2 separate regions of the Sus scrofa genome follow, and region 2 is linked to region 1. Evidence: chromatin contacts called from public HiChIP or PLAC-seq data. All regions are on one chromosome and are shown on one strand. The core of a region is the stretch at or near the end of the contact, and the rest is flanking DNA. Distances in the headings are between cores, read along the strand shown. Region 1 overlaps ATP1A1 (ATPase Na+/K+ transporting subunit alpha 1). Region 2 overlaps LOC106510188 (a long non-coding RNA gene).

Evidence for each region. HiChIP or PLAC-seq counts read pairs in DNA pulled down with a chosen protein or histone mark.
Region 2: a contact with region 1 is called in an H3K27ac HiChIP or PLAC-seq map of alveolar macrophages. The contact joins two enhancer-like sites. A contact is called at or near these places in 2 of 5 promoter capture datasets (fetal skeletal muscle and liver) and 1 of 2 datasets of contacts at active chromatin or transcription factors (alveolar macrophages).

Annotation. Positions count from the first base shown.
Region 1 is chr4:104,376,712-104,381,336 of Sscrofa11.1, reverse strand. The region is part of intron 1 of ATP1A1 (ATPase Na+/K+ transporting subunit alpha 1); the gene reads left to right. Among named protein-coding and RNA genes, the nearest start is that of ATP1A1, 5.3 kb to the left of the region's middle. Within about 2 kb of position 1,681, at least 31 of the 83 cell types and tissues checked have an H3K27ac peak or open chromatin away from gene starts, as enhancers often do. A contact at or near this core is called in alveolar macrophages, where this site is marked.
Region 2 is chr4:104,535,984-104,540,487 of Sscrofa11.1, reverse strand. It overlaps LOC106510188 (a long non-coding RNA gene), which reads left to right. Exons shown (of 4, transcript XR_002343484.1): 4 at 442-1,097. Among named protein-coding and RNA genes, the nearest start is that of MAB21L3, 89 kb to the left of the region's middle. Within about 2 kb of position 1,752, at least 9 of the 83 cell types and tissues checked have an H3K27ac peak or open chromatin away from gene starts, as enhancers often do. A contact at or near this core is called in alveolar macrophages, where this site is marked.

The sequences.
Region 1 (4,625 bases), core at 432-2,931:
CTGAAAACATTGTAAGGCAGAGTCCTCACAGTGGAAGGTTGCCCAGGCCAGGGCCCCCAGCTAGTGGAGCGGCTATGGGAGGAGCTGGTGACTAGCCCTGGGGATAGAGAAAGAAGGTCGAGGTTGCATCACACCCTCGGCCTGTTAAATGTTGAGATGTGAATGTTTGTTCCTCTCGCTGCCGCCCCCCCACCCCACCTTTGCTGTACCCTGTTCTGAGGGTGTATTCTTTTAGGGTAACTTTCTGTTTGTTAATTTGTAGTGTTCTCTGCCAGTAAGTTTGTAACACTCTGGTGACTCACCTTTGGGTAGGAGGGTGGGGAAGGGGAGGCTCGCATCCCCAGTCAGAGAGATGGAGAGGAGGCTAAATCTGACAGCCCCACCCCTTCCCCACCAAAAAAATAAAAGGCCAGGTTTAAAAAAACAAAACAAAACCACACAGTTAAATGTTTATTCGGGTAAGGGCTAAAACTTGAAATATCCAGACCCCTGGAAGTGTTAATTCCTCCATTGCATTTTAAACTAAAAGAGTGAAGGCAACATTTCAAAGTACGATAAACTTGGTACCCATCCATTCTCCATCCCAGAACCCTTCTAAAGCATTGTTTTCTGATTATTTTAGCAACAGATTAACAGGTAAGTGACTCTGTGCTTTCAGGCTGTGTTCTTTTACACTGTATATCCACACTTAAGAATGAAAGAGGCTTTAGGGAATATAGTTTTCGAAGGATTTTGTATGGAAAAGTAAGCTAAGTGCGTTTCTTTAAAACAAAAATGTTGAGGGTTTGGTTTGGTTTGGTTTGGTTGCTTTTTTAAGCCCTGAAGCATCGGTTTCTCACCTGGCCCTTGGGTAGACTAATCACCAGAGTGGAGTCACCTTTGCTTTGTTTAGAGCGAGTGCAGGGCAGGTGTGAGTGGCTGGCAGCTCTTTGGGCCTTAGAAAGTATTTGGCACCAAGAGAAGAGCAAATCTTTATTAAACTGTGGGTTTGCTGTTCCTCAGTTCGTCTGAACGTAAGCCTTTTCAAAACTAGAAAACAGTCTTTCTTTCACCTGGAAAACATCCTGAGGATTGAAAAGAATGGGAAATGCTATGAATTACCCTCCAAGGGGAAGTTGCCTGGAAGTGTCACTGGACATGTCAGAGGTGCAATTGAATAGCGCCTTCGGTTTTGATCTACTTTCGCTTTTCAAATAAAAGACTTGACATTTTTAGAGTCTTTGTCAAAGTCTTGTGAAATACAACGGGAGGGGGGGAGGGTGTGCTTGGGCTTTCAGCCCTCGGTGATGGGCTGTGGTGCCTTCTAGCTGCCCAGGGCGCTCTGCCAGCCAGCAGGCCAGAAGAAGAAACACGAGTGTCAGATCAGATGGGCTCACAGTAATCAGAGTGGCTGCTTTGGGACAGCAAAACACTGGGCAGAATGTTTCCCCATCCGTGCCAGAGCTGTCCAGTTCTGGGTTCCGCTGAAATTGCATGTCCAGTAAGTGCTAATGTGAAGAACGGAGAATTGTAAAATCCACTCTCCCCCCCCCCCAACTCCCCTTCGGTTTTTATATTTTGGGAAAAGGAGACAGAACCGAGGCAGATTTGAACTTTCTCGCATTGCTCTGGATTGAGTGTGTGTGAGAGGAAGTGTGTTCTTTGGCTGGTGTCAGAGAGAGACTGTTCTTTGCATATGAGTCACCTCCTTCGTTGTGCTTAAATCTGTCGTCAGGAATCCACAAGGAGTTCTTCACATTTGTTTGACTGACGTTTGGGGCGGCAGATTTCTACCGTGAGAACAGAAGCACCCCAGACCCACCCTGCAGCTTTTCTGTCTGCTTTCCTTTGGGTCCTGAGCCAAGGGAATTTTGGCCAGTAGACCCTATTGCTTCGTTCCTTTGTGACTGACTCGACAGTGAATTATATCTGAACATTAATTTATCTCTGTATCTGGTTTTATTCAAACCCTGTTGAGTAACAGCTCTTAGATACTTGCTGTTGGTGATCTGAGGCATTGATCCCTGATGGCTCGGGCTTTTGTTTGGGGGGCCTGTATGGTTTGAGGGCTTGATCATCAGTGTGTTAAAGTTTGGGGATCAGTGGGACCTGATCTTTCCAGCTTGTCATCATGGGGAGGGCGAGGCCTCCTGTGTTTTCCTTCTGTCCTCCAGGTGATGCTTCCATGGTGCCGTATTTGTTTCATGGTTTCTCTGGGGCCTGTCATGGCCTTTATCCTCCTTCAGCCCTGCAGCTGTTTTACTTTGCACCCTAGGCCTCAGGGTACCAATTGAGGAGCGACCGAAACTTCTTGGAAATCGATTGGGTCCTGTTTTGAGGCTTGTGCTAGTTATTAATCTGTTGTATCTCAAACCAGCAACTTTGTTGTTCTTGATTCGTGACACCAAAGTGGTCTGGCGAAACCAAAAAAGGGGTGAGGAGGGCAGCAAATGGTGGGTGGACAGGTAAACATTTTAAGTCTTCATAACCCAGGTGGCTAATACAGATGTAGAGAAGCCCGTTGAAAAACAACAGGTTTTTTTTTGGTTTTTGGTTTCTTAAATAAGTGAAAAGACACCTTTTTTAAGAGGTAGTGAGTGTATAAAGTGTATTATTTAGATGTTTAAAAAAGTTTTTTGGGGAGTTCCTGTAGTGGCTCAGTGGTTAACGAATCCGACTAGGAACCATGAGGTTGCAGGTTCCATCCCTGGCCTTGCTCAGTGGGTTAAGGATCCAGCGTTGCCGTGAGCTGTGGTGTAGGTCACAGACGCGGCTCTGGATCCCGTGTTGCTGTGGCCCTGGTGTAGGCCGGCGGCTACAGCTCTGATTCGACCCCTAACCTAGGAACCTCCATATGCCGTGGGAGCGGCCCAAGAAAATGGCAAAAAAAAGACCCCCCAAAAAAAAAAGTTTTTTTGAATGATCATGGATGTGTATTAACAATTGCAGGTAGGGTGGGCTTGCAGTCTGGCTCATGAAGATTCCACATGCAGGGAGGAAGGTTAAGCCTTGTTCCTTTGGGGCTGAGGGAGCCCCCCTGGCCAGAGCTGGAGCTGTTTTCTTTGCCCCTGCTGGCTGATGGGCTGCAACCCAAGTTTGGACATACTGAGAGGACCCACGGAGACCCACTGCTTTGGCCTCTCGGCAGGCTTGAGTGAGAAGGAACGTGACGGCGTGGCGGTCCCTGGGGTCACCTCCTGTTCCGTCTGCTGCTCTGGGCTGTTGAGCAGTGGCGGTGACCATCCTCCCGCAACCCCACCACTTGAAATCCCTTGTATGTAAACTAAACTACTTAGTCATTTAGGAGTGACTGGGGGTAACTGGACTTGGGCTAGTCTTATATCTTCTTTGAGTTTCAACTGACCTGTGAAATAAAAGATGCCCAGATGCCCCAAATGAAGTGTTTGTTGGTTAGGGGTTTAAGAGCCTTCATTGTAAGGAATGGCAGTGATTTATATGTTAATTAAAGCCGAGTTATAATAACCTTTATGTAGCACGTGGCAGAGTACCTTCGCGTACATGACCGGGTTTGATAATGATTGAATAATACATCATCCCGGGAAGGTTGGGAAGCCTCCCCCCACCTTTACATAACGGAAAGGTGTGGCTCAGACTAGGCAGGGCCTCTAAAAGGCCTCTAGGCAACTAGCAGGGCTCGAGACCTTCCCTCCAACTTCCTTGCTTAGGAGGGAATTTGCCAGGTTGAGGCCAGGGGTACCTGTTGTGCAGCCATCTCAGCCAGCTTTGAAATGGGCTGCATTGGGGGCCGTTCCTTGTACCCTCTTTCTGGACCCTCTCGATAGTCCCACTTGATCTTTAGTTTGTTTGTCAGTTTTGGAAACAGTGCCGTTTTTAGGAGGTGTTTTGTTTTTGAATTTGATGGTAGCCCCTTGATCCGTCCACCTATCAGAATGCCTCTCTAGTTTTCACCAGTTACACCAAGTATCACTCCCATTTTAAGGCACGAGGAAGCTGAGGCTGACTGTTCAAGGTCCTGTGCCTGGCACTTGGCAGAGCTTGTATGACTGGAGGCTGATATAAAAGCATCATCAATAGTCCTGTCCAAAGGGCATGGATATCTGGGCTTCCAATGAACTTGCAGATTTTACCGCCAGCAATTTCTGGAGTCTGAAGGACTCTGAGCTCCCTCCTGGCCACAGGGCATTGTGCTGGTAGGGTAGGAATTGTGGCCAGCGGTCCACACTGCGCAGATGAGAACGCCTCTGGGGCCTGCCCTGATGAGAGGGCCGCTTGAGATGTGCCTGGAGGCCTTGAGGCAGCTTCTGCCCACGCAGACCTCAAGTGACTCACCACGGGGATGGAAGCTTCTCTCCTAAACTCATGGCACCTGCTTTGTGGGCCTGTTTAAATTTTTCTGCCCCTGTCATATCCCCCTCTCCCCTGCTTCAAATTGTCAATTACTGAAGAAGAGGAAAGAGGCACCGTAGCAGGGCTCCAGGCTGCCTCGCTCAGTGGAAACATTACGTCTGCGTCCTAAACAGTGAACCACGGGGTCTCAGCCCTGAGAGCTGATGTGGGGGCATCGCCCCATGCTGTGCACCAGCCCTCTCTGCTGTCCGGGCCTAAGTTCACAGACAAACACGAATGGGTGACAGCAGAAAACCATGTTGGAACAGTGGGAATTT
Region 2 (4,504 bases), core at 503-3,002, 160 kb before region 1:
GTTTTCCCCACTAGCTATCCTCTCAGAAGACAGATATTTTTATGTCTTATTCATCTTTGTATCCTAAGCACACGGCTCCAAATATTTGTTGCGTGAATGAGTAAACGTTCCATAGGTATATAGACTTTTTTGGCCTCAAAGATGCATAGCTCAGCAACTGCCTTTCTAGCATCGTCGTTGTTTCTATTTCTGAATCTAATTGCTATTGCACAAAACCGTTCAGGGCAGAAACTGCAGGAAGCAGGATGGTCCAACAACTCTTTCCCAATGCAAATGCTCTATGCTCTTATGAAATTGCTGCAGTCCTAAAAGGGTGTAGGCCTTTGGAATTTTAGACAAAAAAAAAAAAAAGAAGCAACAGTCAGGTATACCGCCTGGAAGATTCTTACCCCTCTGTTGAAAGGCCCCTTTCTCCAGGATTTCTACTTTCTCTCTTTCCAGATTCAGATGAAAGACATCGAAAAATCACAAATCTAAAAGATCCAGGACAATCTCATGGGCATGGGAATTGCCACACGGGCCAGAACCCAAGGCCCAAGGGGACAGAGTTCTCCTCTGAGTCCTGCCCGATGCTGGATGTCCTTCCTGGTGGCAAGATCACAGGGTCAGGGGACACCCCACACGGAGATCAGCCAACCATGAATATGCCTCAGACTTCATTTGACGCACTTTCTATGCTTACACCCAGCTCCCTCTTGGGTAATGAATTCTGTGACCTTATTACTTGCTGGAAATAAAATAGATTCCTCTCATGTAACGTAAAAGTCCTCTTGCTCCAGTGTCACCGATCCCTTCTTAAACCTGTGCTGCTGGGCTGCAATGAACAAGGACTTGCTTCCGAGCCCCATGTGTCCCGTGGAAATTTCTGGCTCTCTCAGCAGCCCCCCTCAGCCTTCCACATTCCAGACTAAAGTAAATGTGTAGTGGCTAGAAGGAAGCCCTAAATATAATATTTAGTGAGCCATGATTATGGACCTGAATGTTAAGAGCTGCCTTTAAAACAGGATTCATCATCCTGTCACAGAGTTCCTGCTGTGGCGCAGTGGGATCAGCAGCATCCTGAAGGTTCGATCCCTGGCCCTGGCACACTGGGTTAAGGATCCATTGTTGCTGCAGCTGTGGCGTGGGCCACAGCTGCAGCTAGGATCTGATCCCTGGCCTGGAAACTCCATACGCTATGGAGGATGGGGACAGGGAGCAAAAAGGAAAAAGAAATTCTTGCTATGCATGTGAGATGTGAGAATTAACAATAAATCATTGCCAAACCGAACTGAGGAGTTCCTGTGTGGCACAGTGGAAACAAATCTGACCAGCATCCATGATGACGTGGATTCGATTCCCTGGCCTCACTCAGTGGGTTAAGGGATCTGGCGTTGCCTTGAGTGGTGGTGTAGGTCACAGATGCAGCTCGGCTCCCACGTTGCTGTGGCTGTGGTGTAAGCCAGCAGCTGCAGCTCTGATTCAACCCCTGGCCTGGGAACTTCCGTATGCCGTGCCTGTGGGCCTAAAAAGCAAAACCAAAAACAAACAAACAGAGTTGAGACCAAACAAACTAGGGGGATTACTTCCTCCTTGGTGCAGGGCAAGGGTCATTGTCCCCAGACCTTCCCCCTGTTATTTCTGTTTCCAAGCAAGAAGCAGTCCTTGAGTGTGTAGGCAGCCGGCCTTTGTGAGACGGCCAGGCACTGCTGAAACTTGCCTAGGACACGCCCTTGCTCAGGGACGACTGCCCTCCTATTGGGAGGAGGAAGGAGAGAAGGAAGAGCTAAGAGGGAAAAAGGAAACCTCCTAAAAGCCCAGCTCCTATTTCACTGGCTCTGTTCTGGGTGATTTGCATAGGTCGTGCCCTTTAGCTGTCACCATCATCTTGTGACGGGGACTGGGATCCCTGTTATACAGTTGAGGAAAGGAAGGCTGGAGGAGGCTGGGGCACATGGCCAGGATGCCAGAAGCAGTGGGTCTGGACTTCAAAGCCAGGCCTGTCGGAACCCAAAGCCCATTGCATTGATGGCACTGCCCTAGCCCCCCCCCCACCTAGAGGACTGGGCGACCCAGTGTGACCCTCCTGCCCCCATAGAAGCGTGGCTTCTGCCCATGTTCAGGGCAGCAACCCAGCTCCCCTTCTGCCTTTTCCATCCTCCGCAGACTCTTACGGCCAGAGCCCGCCCAGGCCCCAGGTGCTCCGTGAGCTGGCCGGGTGCCCCCTGTCTTCATCCTCCCTTATCTCTTTACAGGAGGCACAGGAACAAGGTGGCAGCAGTGACTCACTGCTAGAAGAATGAAATCTTGAGTGGGGGCAGCCTGAGTGGCGTGGCTGGATTCTCTAACAGTGGAAGAATGTCCCTGAGCTTTCCAAGAGGGTGACCATTCCCTGCTCTAAAACAAAGGCAGAGAAAGACATCAGCCAGGGGTAGGAGTGGAGGCGGACAACAGGAGTGCAGACCACAGCACTTTCCAGGGGGAAAAAAGGAGGAATAAAGGGGCCTCTGCTTATAATGTGGGGTATTTATAATGGCAAACAAATCCCAATTGTTTTGTTTGCTTGTTTGTTTTCCTTTTAGGACTGCACCCATGACCCTACAGCCACCAGCCTATGCCATAGCCACAGCAACTCGGGAGCTGAGCCCCATCTGTGACCTACACCACAGCTCACGGCAACGCCGGATTCCCAACCCACTCATCGAGGCCAGGGATCGAACCCATGTCCTCAAGGATACTAGTCAGGTTCATTTCCACTGCACCACAACAGGAACGCCCCCAACTGTTTTCTATTTAGCAGATCAAGATGGCCTTCATGTAGGAAAAGGTCTCCCTACATCATGGGCCAGGCATGCCGAGGCCCCCGAGTCTCAGTGGTTTCACCTGGGATGTGTGTGAGGCAGCCTGGCCAAACACAGGCTTTGCAAGTCTGCTGTGCCCTGACCCCAGGCGGCTTCACATCTCTCTTAAGTAACAGACGAGATCGGTTTCCTCCCCCACTTACCCTAGGCTCACCCAGGACCATCGGACCAGGGGGCTCCTCAGACAGACTGCAGTCCAGACAGCTCTGCCAGTCTGTGTTCCTTTCCCCGGCCTGAGGGGCACCCACCCTGCCCCTCCATGTGATGGGGCAGAAGCACAGCCAGATTCCATGGTGGGGGAAGGAGCCAGTGGGGGGCGGGGCTAGGCCAGAAGATGCGACCTGGGACTGTGATTGGAAGGGCAGCAGACAGCTCAGAGGGTACCACCACCCCTGAATATTTGACCACTGCTATGGACTGAATTGATCCCCCCCCCCCATTCATATGTGGAAGCACTAGCCCCTAAGGTGACTGCATTCAGAGACCACACCCACAACGAGGTATTTAGGGTTCAGTGAGGCAGTAATGGGGGAGCCCTGATCTGTGAGAAGCAGTGCCCTGACAGCAAGAGATGGCAGGGGGTTCCCTTCATGGCTCGGTGGTTAACAAACCCGACCAGGATCCGTGAGGATGCAGGTTCAATCCCTGGCCCTGCTCAGTGGGTTAAGGATCTGGCGTTGCCGTGAGGTTGTGGTATAGATCTCAGACAAGGCTTGGATCCCACGTTGCTGTGGTTCTGGCATAGGCTGGCAGCTGCAGCTCTAATTCAACCCCTAGCCTGGGAACTTCCATATGCCAGGAGTGTGGCCCTAAAAAAAAAAGAAAAGGAAAGAAAAAAATTGTAATTCCCTGTACTTTTGATAGGAAGTTCTAGTTAAGAGGAAGTTCCCAGACTAGGGTTCGAATCGGAGCTATAGCTGCCAGCCTGCGCCACAGCCACAGCAACGCTGGATCTGAGCTGTCTTCGACCTACACACCACAATTCACTGCAACACCAGATCCTTAACCCGCTGAGCAAGGCCAGGGATTGAAGGCACATCTTCATGAATACTAGTTGGGTTTCTCACCACTGAGCCACAATGGGAGCTCCAATTTTTATATTAAAAAATACAAAAATTCAAGTAAAAACTTGAATTCCTCAAGCACATTGATCTTCTGTAAAACAAAGGCACAAGTGGACTGGACGCAAGTGCTGGTGTTGATTTCAGGAGGAGTCTGCCTTAAGGCCCGGGGCATCGACCCAGAGAGGAGGAGGGAGGGGTGGGGGGGTGGCACCGTTTGTGGTGATGCTTCCCGTTTTGGTTTCATGGTTCCAGCGAGGTAACCTCTCAGTGACCCGCCGATGTCATTTGAACCCGATGTCTCCAGTTCCAGCAGTAACCACCAGCATTTCTGTCCACAGGCAGTGTGGGCAGGGAGGCTCCGGTCCATCTATCCAGACTTTGTCCCAGCCTCTGCTTTTGGCCTCTAAGCTGCTACATCACTATCCCGATACTGAACACCCATGGCCGCCTGGCCCAGGGGCACCAAGTGACCCACACAGATGTGTCCTGCTCACCTTCTCATCTCAGAGGCACACGTTGCAGAGACCCCCTCTCAGCCTCCATGAGAGTGTGGTGTGAACTGGCACTTGGGGCCCCCCCCCCGCCCCAACCCGCCTATTT